Linked DNA regions of Mus musculus: region 2 is linked to region 1. The links are chromatin contacts, called in public ChIA-PET maps. All regions are on one chromosome and are shown on one strand. The core of a region is the stretch at or near the end of the contact, and the rest is flanking DNA. Distances in the headings are between cores, read along the strand shown. Region 1 has its middle 20 kb from the start of Lhx9. Region 2 overlaps Dennd1b (DENN/MADD domain containing 1B).

Evidence for each region. ChIA-PET counts read pairs in DNA pulled down with a chosen protein or histone mark.
Region 2: a contact with region 1 is called in an RNA polymerase II ChIA-PET map of effector CD8 T cells, with 7 read pairs. The contact joins two enhancer-like sites. A contact is called at or near these places in 5 of 115 datasets of contacts at active chromatin or transcription factors (T-cell acute lymphoblastic leukemia, bone marrow-derived macrophages, effector CD8 T cells and 2 more) and 1 of 9 other capture datasets (adipose tissue).

What each region holds. Positions count from the first base shown.
Region 1 is chr1:138,819,548-138,825,990 of GRCm38.p6, reverse strand. It overlaps a transcript of Lhx9 not described here. Among named protein-coding and RNA genes, the nearest start is that of Lhx9, 20 kb to the left of the region's middle. Within about 2 kb of position 3,575, at least 47 of the 459 cell types and tissues checked have an H3K27ac peak or open chromatin away from gene starts, as enhancers often do. A contact at or near this core is called in effector CD8 T cells, where this site is marked.
Region 2 is chr1:139,033,024-139,039,466 of GRCm38.p6, reverse strand. The region is part of intron 3 of Dennd1b (DENN/MADD domain containing 1B); the gene reads right to left. Among named protein-coding and RNA genes, the nearest start is that of 4930596I21Rik, 59 kb to the right of the region's middle. Within about 2 kb of position 2,951, at least 48 of the 459 cell types and tissues checked have an H3K27ac peak or open chromatin away from gene starts, as enhancers often do. A contact at or near this core is called in effector CD8 T cells, where this site is marked.

The DNA.
Region 1 (6,443 bases), core at 2,326-4,825:
TATTGACCTGTGGGTGAATCTGTTTTCGATTTCTAATGGGAGGTCGATTCTGAAGCCTGGAAGGAAAGTAACACTAAAACTCCAAAAGTCTGATGTACAATTCCTTGCTTTACAGGCGATGTCAAAAAATTGGAACTGAATCTCTTTAGCTTTTGCTCTTGATTTTTAGGTGTTTTTTTTTTTTTTTGTCATGCTTTTTTTGTCTTTGTAATATTTCTCAAATTAATATGATTTCCCTTATCTTAAAAATAAAATCCCAAGTTAAAATATTCTTTTTAATGCCTTCTGGGAACATTCCCATTTTATTTTGCTGAATTTCATAGCAAAAAGGACAAGTTCAGAACTGTGCATGATGCTCAAGGAAATCCCTGAATAGAATGTAAGCAGGGATACAATTGCCAGGATTCATTTCCTTGTTAACTGTGTTGCAAAATAGATGTTTCAACCAGACAGCACCCTCCTGCTCGATACATTTCTCTGTGAACAGTAACAAAACCACCCCAAACATGTATCCCATTGGCAAGTTTCTCTTCTCTTAGACTGTTGATTTTTGTTTCTCCATATTACATTTTATCTTGTGCTGAAATGTCAAGAAAGAGACAAGGATAAAGATGCAGGCATCAGCTCTGGGTAGAAAGTTCTGGTGTCTGTTTCTGTGTCCCTTCAGCTCACTTGTTGGAACCATCAGGAGTGTTTCTTTCCTTTGGACTTTTCTGTTTACACCATGCATGATCTCAGAAATTACTCTGAAGAGTACCTGGATACCTTTTATGGTTATTTGAAATAAAATTTGCTACAAATAAGATACTCTGGCCTCTGTTATTTCATGTCATGTATGAATACATTTTTATACTGTTACATAAAATGAGAAACCATTAACCTTGAGGATATTTAAGTTGTTTAGACAAAAATAAAGAAATTCAAAGGTGAGATTGCATTTACTTTATCATTATTATTTTTCTCCTTTTCCTTTTCCAAAGTAGCAAAACCTAAGAAGAGCTGTCAGCTTTGACTTTGACATTCAGTGGTTTGACTTGAAGTCTATCACTTCTAGTTAGATTTGTTACACAGTAGACTTTAATTCTGTAAAATGAATAAGCACCCAGGTATTTCAGGATTTCAAGCAGTTGTTTGAATTCAGCCAGCAAGAATAGTTTCTTAAAAGAAAAATGGTGGGAAATTATTGCAAATGTAATATTCATAACATTTTACCTGTGTGAACTAGAGACTGTAGACAGTGCTTAAAGAGCTGCAAAAATGTTATGAAGTAAATAAGTAAATGATGGTATGCATTCCTTTATACCAAGAACTGGGATAGCTTACTCTATAAAACATGATCACAGAATTGCCTTATCTTTCTGTATGCACATTTGGAAACTGCAATGACGAAGATATGGATATATTTCTGATGGTTCTGGTTATTATATATTCATTTTTTTCTCTTAAATTCTACAGTATTAACCTGTTGTGTGCATCTGTATGTGTTGAATATTTTCTTTCTAACGCCTTTTAAAACCAGTTATTAATTAAATGCAAAACAAACAGGTACATAATGGCAATTACTTGATTCAGGTACACTGACAAGCCTACTTTTCATTAAGTAGTTTGTGGTCGTGTTCCTGTACACATCTGACGACAGTAATTTTCTGGTCCCGTATAGGTTACTTCCTTCCTTCAGCTTGGCTATAACATTTCTTTTTATTGGAATTGCTGTCTTGAACTATTATATTCAAGTGATAGTATGCTACTATATTCAATTTGACCAATGTATGCATTTCAATGTAAGCAACAAAAGGAATGATATTTTTTGGAAGGAATGGCTTTAATTGACTTTTTCTATTATGGAGGGCAGCAGAAATAAAAGTTCTATCAACATTGCCAATAGAATATTTTGATTCAAAATTAGCATTAATGATATTTAAAGTGTTTAGAATTCAATGAGTTCATGATTAAATGGAAACATTATTAAATTTATTGACTTGCTTATTCACTAAGGCATGGTAAATGTGCATACTATGCAAGAGAGCTGGACCCTGAGGCCAACAAAGAAGCAGTTCACACATATGCAGCTCTCCTAGTGTGAATCCCTATCACACAATGGATTATTAGCCACTTAAAATGAACAATGATAGGGTTTTTTTCTTGACTATTTTATACTGGAATATATCACCAACCAAACTCTTACTATGGATCTTACTTTTTTTTTTAAAAAAAAAAAACAACTTTCTTGGGCTGGTGAGATGGCTCAGTGGGTAAGAGCACCCGACTGCTCTTCCGAAGGTCCGGAGTTCAAATCCCAGCAACCACATGGTGGCTCACACCTATCCATAAGGAGATCTGACTCCCTCTTCTGGAGTGTCTGAAGCTACAGTGTACTTACATATAATAAATAAATAAATCTAAAAAAAACAACAACTTTCTTGACTCTCTACAAATTTCACATCATGCACCCCACTCCAGCTTATCTCCCTGTCCCTTCATATCTGCCCTTCATTCACCATTACAGCCTCTCCCCACAAAGGAAAATAAAATAATATACAATAAAAACAAATCTTGTGGAAGCTGTAGTGTGTCACAGTGTGCTACACAGTAACAGTATACTCTATGCTTCACACATCTTTATTTGCAAATGCATTGATCTATTTCCAGGCCTCTGGCTTCTGCTACACTATTGGACCCTCACTGGGACTCCTCTCAGACATCTTGTTGTTACCCTGTGTCATGGAGATTCTGCAGCTTTGGATCTGTAGGACTGGCCCTTTCATGAACTCCAGCAGATGGTGGTAGATGTAGGGGTGGGCCAACTCAAAGCCCTAGATCTGGGCCTGGAAGTAGCTACAGGGTGAGCTCTCCAGCACTGGCCCAGCTGGCCCACCCAATGCTGCAGCTGGCAAAGGGGCAGGGTTAGCTCTCCTGCTCTCATGGTTGGCCAGTTCTACAGTGCCGCCCAGGTGCAGTGACCATTCACCAGTGCTGCAACTGGTGAGGGGTGGGGCCAGTCCTTTCACTTTTCATGAGCTTGGGGCCAGCTCACCTGGCTGCTCTGCAGGTAGCAGGAAGGGTATCTCTCTCTTGCCCACATCAACTCAGGGCAGACAGACAAGGGGCGGGGTCAGCTCTCCTGATCGTGGTGGTTGATGAGTGCTTGTCCAGACCACGGATATCTCTATGTTCTTTTGGTGGTAACACAGGTCTGGGACATCAACACAGACTCCAGCTATCATAGGATCATGAACCCAGACATGGCTCCCAGCAGCATGGCCTGGGTGTCCCCATGGTCTCTGATGGCAGTACAGGCCACTCAGATCAGCATGTCCCCGGACAACAGCACAGCCCTCAGATATCCACAGGGCAGCCCAGACCATGGACAAATGGCTTGGCTTTTGGTGGTAACTCAGACCACAGGCATCAGCAGAAGCCCAGCTGGACATAGACGTGGGCCTTGATGGCAGCACAGACCACAGACACCACTGTGGTCTCAGGTTGTGCAGGCCCCGCATTTCAGCCTGTTCCTCACTGGCGCTGAATCTCCAGTTCCACCTTTCAGCATAGTGTACAAACCACTTGGTTTCACTTTCTCTTCCATATCTCCACTGTATGTGTACTTCATTTTCCCCATCTCTCCATCATACATTTGTTCTCTGTAGTGATACCTGCAGAGGGTGCTTAAATGTCTTTCTTCAGGCCAACCCAGCCAGCATGGAGTCAGTGTGGTTGGACTGGATTTGACTTTATTTATTTATTTATTTATTTATTTATTTCTCAGATATGGATAAACTCAGAGAATCATTCTCTTTGCTAGAAGGCGCCTTACTAGATTGGTTCAAATTTCTTCCTCCCTCCCTCCCTCCCTCCCTCCCTCCCTCCCTCCCTCCCATCCTTCTTTTCCTCCCTCTCTCCTTTCCTCCCTGACCTTTTTCTTTCTTTCTGAGACAAGGTCTCAGGTATCCCAGGCTGGCCTCTAAATTGAAATATAGTTGAGGATTGCCTTGATCCTTCTACCTTTGCTCCCAGGGTGCTGGAATTACAGGCTTACATCCCTGTTGCAGGTTTTATTTATGTAGCACTGAAGATTAACCCAGGGTTTGCCCATGCTATGCAACCACACACCAATGGAGCTGCAGCTCTGCTCCATCTCTTTTTTCTTGAAAGAGAAATTACAAAGACAGATGTGTGTTGTTTCTAGTTTACATGCCATTATAATCTGTTTTGTTTTGTGCCAGGCATTGAACCCAGGTCCTCAGGTACATTAGCCAAGGGCTACTGTACTGTGTACTGCTGAACCACAAGTCTAGGCTTAGTAAGAGTTTTCTTTGGGGAAACCAGAAGGAACTTTTGTTGCCAAAAGTTTTTGTTTAGTCCCTCCAGATAGTCTTCTTTCATTGTTAGTGAAGCAATATGGCTAATACACGAACCTCCTCTTCGTTGCTCTAAAGTGTTGCTGAAGATTGAATTCCATTTGGAGAGATTACGATTAATACATCATAGAATTTTCCACCACCTTTAGTTGATGTGTTAACATCAATTACCACCATTTCCTCTTAAATTCTTTGCTTTCTGCTTTGAGTTTCTTTTCCTATTGCACTACGAAAAGTACCTTCTTGAAACCTTTCCTCTTTCACAGCATCTTCCCTATCTTTATTTACATCATCTCGGGAGCCAGATCTCTTTACCCCCAGGACTCGCTTCTCTTGAGAAGTTCTTTCCCAAAGGCTTTGTACCTGCTATTTCCCCCTGCAGCTCTGCTGACTCAGAGCCAGCCCACCAGTCACAGCTAGGAGCATCCCTGAAAACCACATTCTTTCCTAAAGGTTCAACTTTTCAGTAATGACTCCAAATATATTTCTTGGGACATTTCCATCTCTGCTATTGCTGGAAGGGCAGCGGAGGTGAAATTCAACTCCTGTTTTCTCTTCAGAAAATGTCTGGGCTTTTTCATTTCCGTGAACAGCATTTCTGAAGACAAGCATTTCTCCATAACATTCTCCTTTTCTCCCATTCTTTTAAAAAACCATTTCTTGTCACCCACTTACCAGATCTTATTGACTTTTGATCTTTGACCTAGGTCACATTCTACCTGTGTTTGTCCATTCCTCTTTGTAGGGAGCAACCAGAGTCTTGAACAGCTGCATATTGTTTGATATCAGCAGTCATATCATAAGCCTTGGCCCTATGAGAGTGACAAACCCTTCTCAAGGTGAGACTCAGAAGGATGATGGGAAGGCTGTCATTGGGCCTGAGTGGGAACGTTGACTTTGTGTGCAGACAATGATCTCCACAGCTTTCTCCCTCTGGATGTTTGCAGCCTGAAGCCTGCTCCCCTTTGGAGACTACTCCTACCTAGATTAGCTAAACCTGCTTCCTGCTGTACACAATGACAGCTGTATATAATAACACCACCTCCCTGTTCCTCTGTATGGATGTCCTCGCCTCCTTGTTCAGCTGTGTGTAAAAACCATGCCTCCTTCCCTGCTCAACTGTGTAAACACACTGGGATTCTGGGATGCTGTTGCTACTCCATCAGAGAAGTCCTCGGCCACCTAATTCTTCTAGCTTTTCTCTGTGTCCATGTGCTTTTCATCTGTTTATGCCCTCAATGTCCAAGTTAGACGGATTCCTGGAGCCACGCAGGGTGCACCCCTCTCACCCTCTTACTACTCTCTGGGGCTGAGCTTTCTCCTGGTTACAGGAAGGCATTCTTGTTATGAAGCTGTATGGTTTATTCAGATACCATGCTGCTCCAGATTCCTGTTTTCTGACTTATCCTGAAAGCACAACCATTAGCTAGAGACTTCTAATTGGTAATATTTACATATTAGTGGTGGTTGGATACCTTCTTTCATGATGTAGTAGTATGTAATCCAGGAGATTGTGAGCCTTTCTACAGCACAGGATCATCTCTTTCTGTTATTTGGAAGATCAGGAAAGCTTTCTGAACCTCAGCAAAACCAAAATTGCATAAGCCAATAGACAGTGAACGATTACGTCATGTCACAACAAAGGTGAATACACAATACAATAACATACAAGGGCAGCTTGAATTATAAAGTTAAAGCCCAGTGCTTCAGGGAAGTTTGGGGCCACAGACGGACCTCGTAGGAGGGGCCCCAGGTGTTGAGGTTGCCTCTGTGAAGAAGGTGGAGAACGAGTAGTGGAGGGCCAGGGTATCTCTGCTTCCATCCCTCTGTGGCCGACTCCATGAAAAGGAGTTGTGAACTGTGTATAGACAGACCTGGGTTCGAGTCCTGCCTCTCCCACTGAGGTTCTTTCTGGTGCAAGCCCCTACCTGCCCACCGCACTCACACTGTGTTCTCTTGGGTCCGATCCTTACTCAGGAGTGGAAAAGCTGGACCATATGTAGTTCTAATCTTATTTTTTTTAATTCCATATTTCTCCATAAAAAGCTGTCCTGATTTGCATGTCTACCAATAATGTATAAGAAT
Region 2 (6,443 bases), core at 1,702-4,201, 210 kb before region 1:
TTAAAACACTTGTTAGTAAATTTATTTCAAATAGCCCTCTTAAATGTGTAACTTAATACAAGTATCTATTATAATATAGCTAAATATTAAGTATTTAAATAGAAAAATCCATGTTTTATTAAAACACTAATCTCATTAAGATTTAGAGATAATATTTATTAAAAATTACAACAAAATGCAAATAACAGATAATTGGAAAGATAACGGAAGATGTATTTTGATGTATCTAAGCAGCACATTAAAGTTTGACTCTGAATCTAAAGTTCCACCTACAATTAATTACAGACATCACACAAACTAAAGGCAGAGATTTTATAAAGGAGCAGAACCTGAAGACAATTCCTATTAAGAAGCAAAGGAGCAAATATCTTAGCAAATCTGTCACTTCTACAACTGCCTTTTCCCAATAAAGCTAACACCCAGTAAACTGAGACAGAACCAAACACATACACCTCTGCAATCACAGTCTTGAGTACTTCCCATCGACTTTCTTAACCTGAAGCAGTGTGTGTGTGTGTGTGTGTGTGTGTGTGTGTGTGTGTGTGTGTGTGTGTGCAATTATTAGTTAAAAATAAAATAGTGTAGGAATACCTAGGAAAGCTTCAAGAGAGCTCACGCACAGACCAGTAAGAAGAGAAAACAAGCCTTCAGCCTCAGGGCAAGTACACAGGCTTGCTATGAATGTGTGCCATTAAAAGTTGGAGCACAGGCCCATGTTTAGAAAAAGTCATTTTACTCTTGATAATATTTTGCTAAATATAATTAAAGAAGTCACTAGACATGAAATAAATTACTAAAAAACAGTTTATTACAAACGAAGACAGTTGTTTTTATTTGACTGTTGCTTCATCATTATCTTGTGTCTCATAATGTAAAGTCATTTACCATATTTACTACACCTATAAATAATGGTCAGATAAAGTCCTACAAAATTAAGCACATAATTCGGAAACAATAAAAAAACACTCAAAGTCAATATCTGCCTCTAAATATATGTATATTAGCCGCATATTTCACATCAATTTTAATGCTCAAATTAAAGAGGACGCCTCCCCTCAGCCTTAGTCTTCCACAAAGGCCCCTCTTTCCATAACAGCCACAGCTCGCTTCCCAACTGGCAGGAACGTCCCTCAGGGGACAAGTCTTTAAGCCTCCTCACTCTTTAAAATTCAACCAGCCAGCAGGTCTATAGAGGAGTGTATAAACAGTATAGAAAAAAATCCTCCTCTCAGCTCTGCCAGTGACAGAGCAGCTATGCTGCTGACAGTATAAGCAGGGGACACCCAGATCAATGGCTGAAGTCCTGCCACTCCTAAGACTGGATTTCTTCTTAATTACAGGTGCAATATAAACTAGAGTTATGGGGGGGGGGGGGTGAAGAGAGGGAGATGGGTTCCGATTCAGCTTGTGCTCCTTGAGTCATTTTAATCATAGTGATAACTGAAAATGATATTTCTACATATATTAGAAATAACTGAGGTTTTATATTCTCATTCTCTGTTACACACACACATACACACACACACACACACACACACACACACACACACACACTCACATAGAGTTACTTCTAGATATGTATTCATAGGTTTGCCATACTACTCACCATAAACACGAAATACATTTCCTGTGCTACTGAAAATTTTTATTTCTACAGAAATTTTATTAACCAAGAAAAAGTTTAGTTTCAGAATATTTTTAATAAAAATATATTATTCTCACATAAAGATAATTGCTAACATATGTCAAAGATAAAAACAAAAATAACCCAAAGAATGAACTAGAATACGAAATTATCCAGAGGAAAGTACCACGGGCAATAATGGATATTCTGTACAAGTTCCAAAATAAGACAGCTAGCTATCATATTAGTGATTGGAAATAATTCATGGAAACTTCTTTACTGAGTATGTAGCTCACTTGTAGCTTTGTAAAGAAGCCACTGCTGTGAAAGAGAAAACACCCTGTTAGATGGACAGTCTGCTCACCAGGGAAGCTGCCCTGCAGAGTCTAAGCTCAAACAGCAGCTAAGAAACTACTGTTTCTTAAATATTCTAAAGTCCACGACGAAGCCCTAGATCTGCTTTGGACAGGCTGTAAGGTGAAAGTCACCATTTCTGTAACCTACTTCCACTTCCCCACCACTTCCTCAGGAACAAACGGTAGTGCTCTCTGAAGTTCCGTACTCCCCTTTTTCCTGTTCTGCATAACAAATCTGATCTACACAAATGACTTCATACAGCTTAGGCATTTTTATGAAGTCTACAATTATTCATATATTCTTTCACACATCACTTTCTTAATAGTCCAACCTCTCACATTTATACTCTTTAAGGTTGAAATTGTCTGAGTTACAGCCCTTGAAATAGACAGTGATAGAATCCTCTCTAAACATACCCAAACCAATAGTGTGGCATCATTTAGACCCCTCCTCTCTCCCGTACATAACCAATCATTCACCAAAACCACTAAGTCAATGCCTGCTCCCCATAGTTAACCTCCAAACCGCCACTTCTGAGACTTCATTCAGCTAGGACAGAAACACCCACAACTGGGTAGGCTGCAGGTTGGAGTGCCTGGGTCCCCTCTTCTGGGGGTCAGAATGCCCAATCCTGAAGGCTTCCTGTGGAAATCACTGCTCCTCCGATTAAAACTGTAATTGATCCTAGAACACTGTTCAACAGGGTACATAACAGCAAACAGCTGAACACACAGAGCAGAGAGACAAGGCAGGTTATCTAGGCACTGTTTAACTCAACAGCACCCTCCAGGAACCAGGAATCTTCTCTCCTGGTTTACTCTACTAAGCACACTGGCTTTGGTCCTTTCCATGTGCTTGTAGAATGAGCCATGAGCTTTCAGTACATCTCACAAGGACACAGCAGCAGTGTCCAGCATCCAGAGGAAAAAACTTCTCTACACTCACTTTTCTAGAGCTTACTAGACCAACAACCCCTTCCTGAACTAACCATGGAAGGAAGTGGTTACCTACCAGCCTTGCCACAGACATGCATGGAAGCACCAGAATTCAGTCTCACTAGCTTTCAAATGATCGTCACACAGGAAATTTCAGTAAACTTATGTTTGTAAGGCTCTGCACAATAACAGTATCAAATAATAAATTTGCATTAAAGTTCTTAATATAAACATAAATACTATTATATGAGGATATTTCTCAATATCCATAATTGTAATTTATGGAAAAAAATGTCCAAAATCACTTTTACAACAAAATAAGTTCTATTTGGCAATTTTAATTCAAAGTTTTCAAAAAAGGGCATGGTTTTCTAAAGATAATATTTGAATATAATTTCAAGTAAATATGTAGTAATAACAATCATTCTATCTAACTGTACTTTATAAGAGGGGTCTATAAACTCTACAACAACAATAAAATAACCTACAGCTCAGCCACAGAACTTTGAGTAAGAGAACTGAGCTAGAGACCCACAATGAGCACTGAGATGTGACAGGGCATCTGAGGAAAGTGCCAGGGAGACTGCCAGACACATTCCACACCCCATCTTCTAAGGGAAGACAGGCACACAACATGTGGTGACTGAATCAGGGACACACCTTATTGCCAGAGAGGGTATAGAAAATGACAGTGAGCTGGTTTAAATATCATATCCTTTAAGAAATGTTTTAAACTCAGAGTCTATTGAAAACTTGAGAGACTAGGGGCAAAAACAGACTAAGCCTGATCAGATATTGTTTTGTGTTTTTAGTTAGAAATAAAACTCATCTTTACCCATCCTTAAGTGACAGATCTGTGTGTTTTTATATTAATATAGTTTAGATTATTAGCCTAATTGACTTCGCAATAAATCATCATTATGAGACTTCAGTACGTCCATGAGGCAGATGCAGTCAGTGAGGAGATGTGTGGAATGTATTGAGAAGAGACATGCTGGTAAGATTGTGTCAACTTGACACAAACTCAGGACAACTGGAAAAGGGAACCAGAACTGAGAAAATGCCTCTATAAGCTTGGCCTGTAGACAAGTCTGTGGGATGTTTTCTCCATTAACGACTGAGAAGGGAAGAATCAGTCCACTGTTCATAGTGCCACCCAGGGGCAGGGAGGTGGATCTGGGCTAAATAAGGCAAGCGAGGGAGCCGATGAGCAGCACTCCTGAGTGGTTCCTGTTTCGATGCACCTCCAGGTTGCTGCTGCTGTCCTGATGTACCTTTATGAAGGACTGCATGCTATAAGATAAAATAAAGCCATTCCTCCCCAAATTACAATGGAAAGCAAACTAGAACAGATTGTGTGTGTGTGTGTGTGTGTGTGTGTGTGTGTGTGTGTGTGTGTGAGTGTCTGTGTGTGTGTGTGTGTGTGTGTGTATGTCTGTGTGTGTGTGTGTGTGTCATAGACAGTGACATCTCTGCAGTCTCCTGTCACTTCAGATTGATCTAATTCACAACCCAAAGCGTGCTTACACACAAAAGAAGATGAGTGCTGTACCTGGCAACAGAAGGCATAATTCTATACCTCCCATGCATTTAATTAGAGAAGCTTTTAAAAAGTATGAAAATATGTTAATGATGAAAAAACAAAGAAAAGTATGAAAATATATATAAAACAAATAAGGATCTAGAGTTTTTAGTCAAAAATTCCATCAGATAATACCTTTAATGTTTGAAGTTTATAATTTTTAATTTTTCATACAAGTGTATACTGTTTATCTTGAATTTATAGCACTCCATTCTGACCACCCTCATTTTATCCCCTCCCCCTCCTGATAGTCCCCTTTGTTCTCCAGCAGTTTCATTTTTAATCAATGTATACATATATTATATACATCTATATAAAACCTAGGAACCACAAATGAGAAAAAAACATGCAAATATCTTTCTGAGATAGGCTTTATTCACAAAATTGACCTTGAATCTAATCTATGAGCCTGAATTACACATACCTATATTCATCTGAATGGCTGACAAAGAAGTTCACTGTGTATCTATACAATGTTTTCTTTATCTAGTCCTCTGCTGATACATACCTAGGCTGGTTCTATAACTTAGCTATTGTGAATATTGCTGTAGTAAATACTGACACACATTGTCTCTGCAGTATGTGACCTTAGAGTCCTCTGGATAAATACTTACATAGTGGATTTATTTTCACACTTTTAAAAAGCCTCCATACTGACTTCCATAGTGACCACCAACATTACATTCCCACAAACACAGTAAAAAGGCTTCCCTTTTGTCCACACCCCCACACTCTCAACAACGTATGTTGTCATTTGCTTCCTTACTGAATACCGTACTGACTGGGGTGAAATGGAATTTCAAAGGAGTTTTGAATTGCAGTGAAGATGAACATTTTCACGAGCCCACTGAATCTTTCTGTGAACTCCACTTATTTCATTAGCTGTTATTGACTGAGTTGTCCTCTTGCTGATTAGTTGTTTCCTATATATTCTGATGTTAATTTTCCTTCAGATGTACAGCTTATAAGTATATTTTCCCATTCTATAAACTGTCTTTCCACTGCATTAACAAGTTCCTTTGCTGTGTAGAAGATTTCTAATTCATGAGGTCCCATTTATTGGCTACTGCCCTTAATTTCAGATCAACTGGAGTCCTTTGCACAAAGTTCTGCTTTATACCTACAACTTAAAATACTTTCCTTTTCCCTAATAATTTCAGTGATCTAGAGTTTACATTAACATCTTTGATCCATTTGAAGTTCATTTTTTGGACAGACACAAAAATGGAGATTTTAGTTTTATTCCTCACGTGAGTATCCAGTGTTCGCAGTGCCATTTGCTGAAGAGGCTCTCTTTCAACCATTGTATTTCTGGCATCTTTGTAAAATTCAGGCAACTACAGGTGTTTAGATTTACATTTGAACATCCCATTGAATTTAACTGATCTGTGTTTTCTGATAGTACCACTGTTTTTGTTGCGTGGCTCTGTGGTATTACTTGAAGTCCCACCATCACCATCATTTTGCTATGATGGCTTGGGTTACTGGGGGTGGGGGGTCTTCTATGCAACCGTATGACTTTGAGATTTCTTTTCTGTGTAAAATGAGGTTTGCATTGAATCTTTAGATTGCTTCTGTTGAGATATTTGTGTTCACCAAATTGCTCTTTTTCAGGCCAGGAGTCTGGAAGGTCTTTCCATTTTTAGTATGTTCTTCAACTTTTTATTTTAAAGGGTTTGTTGTGGTTGTCGTTGTTCCTGTTGCTGCTGCTGCTGTTGCTGCTGTTGTTTTGGTTTTGGTTTAAGATAAGGTCTTACTATGTAGATCAATCTAACATTAATCTCCAGAGTGCTGGATTAAAGTCATATGCCACCAAGTCTAGCTAGGTGTGATAAGTTTTAATTGCATATGTCTTTCATTTTATGAAGCAGATATACACCAAGGTATTCTACTGTCTGGCATAACTACAGCTAATGGAACATGCCCATGGGCTCTTTCTTGGAAG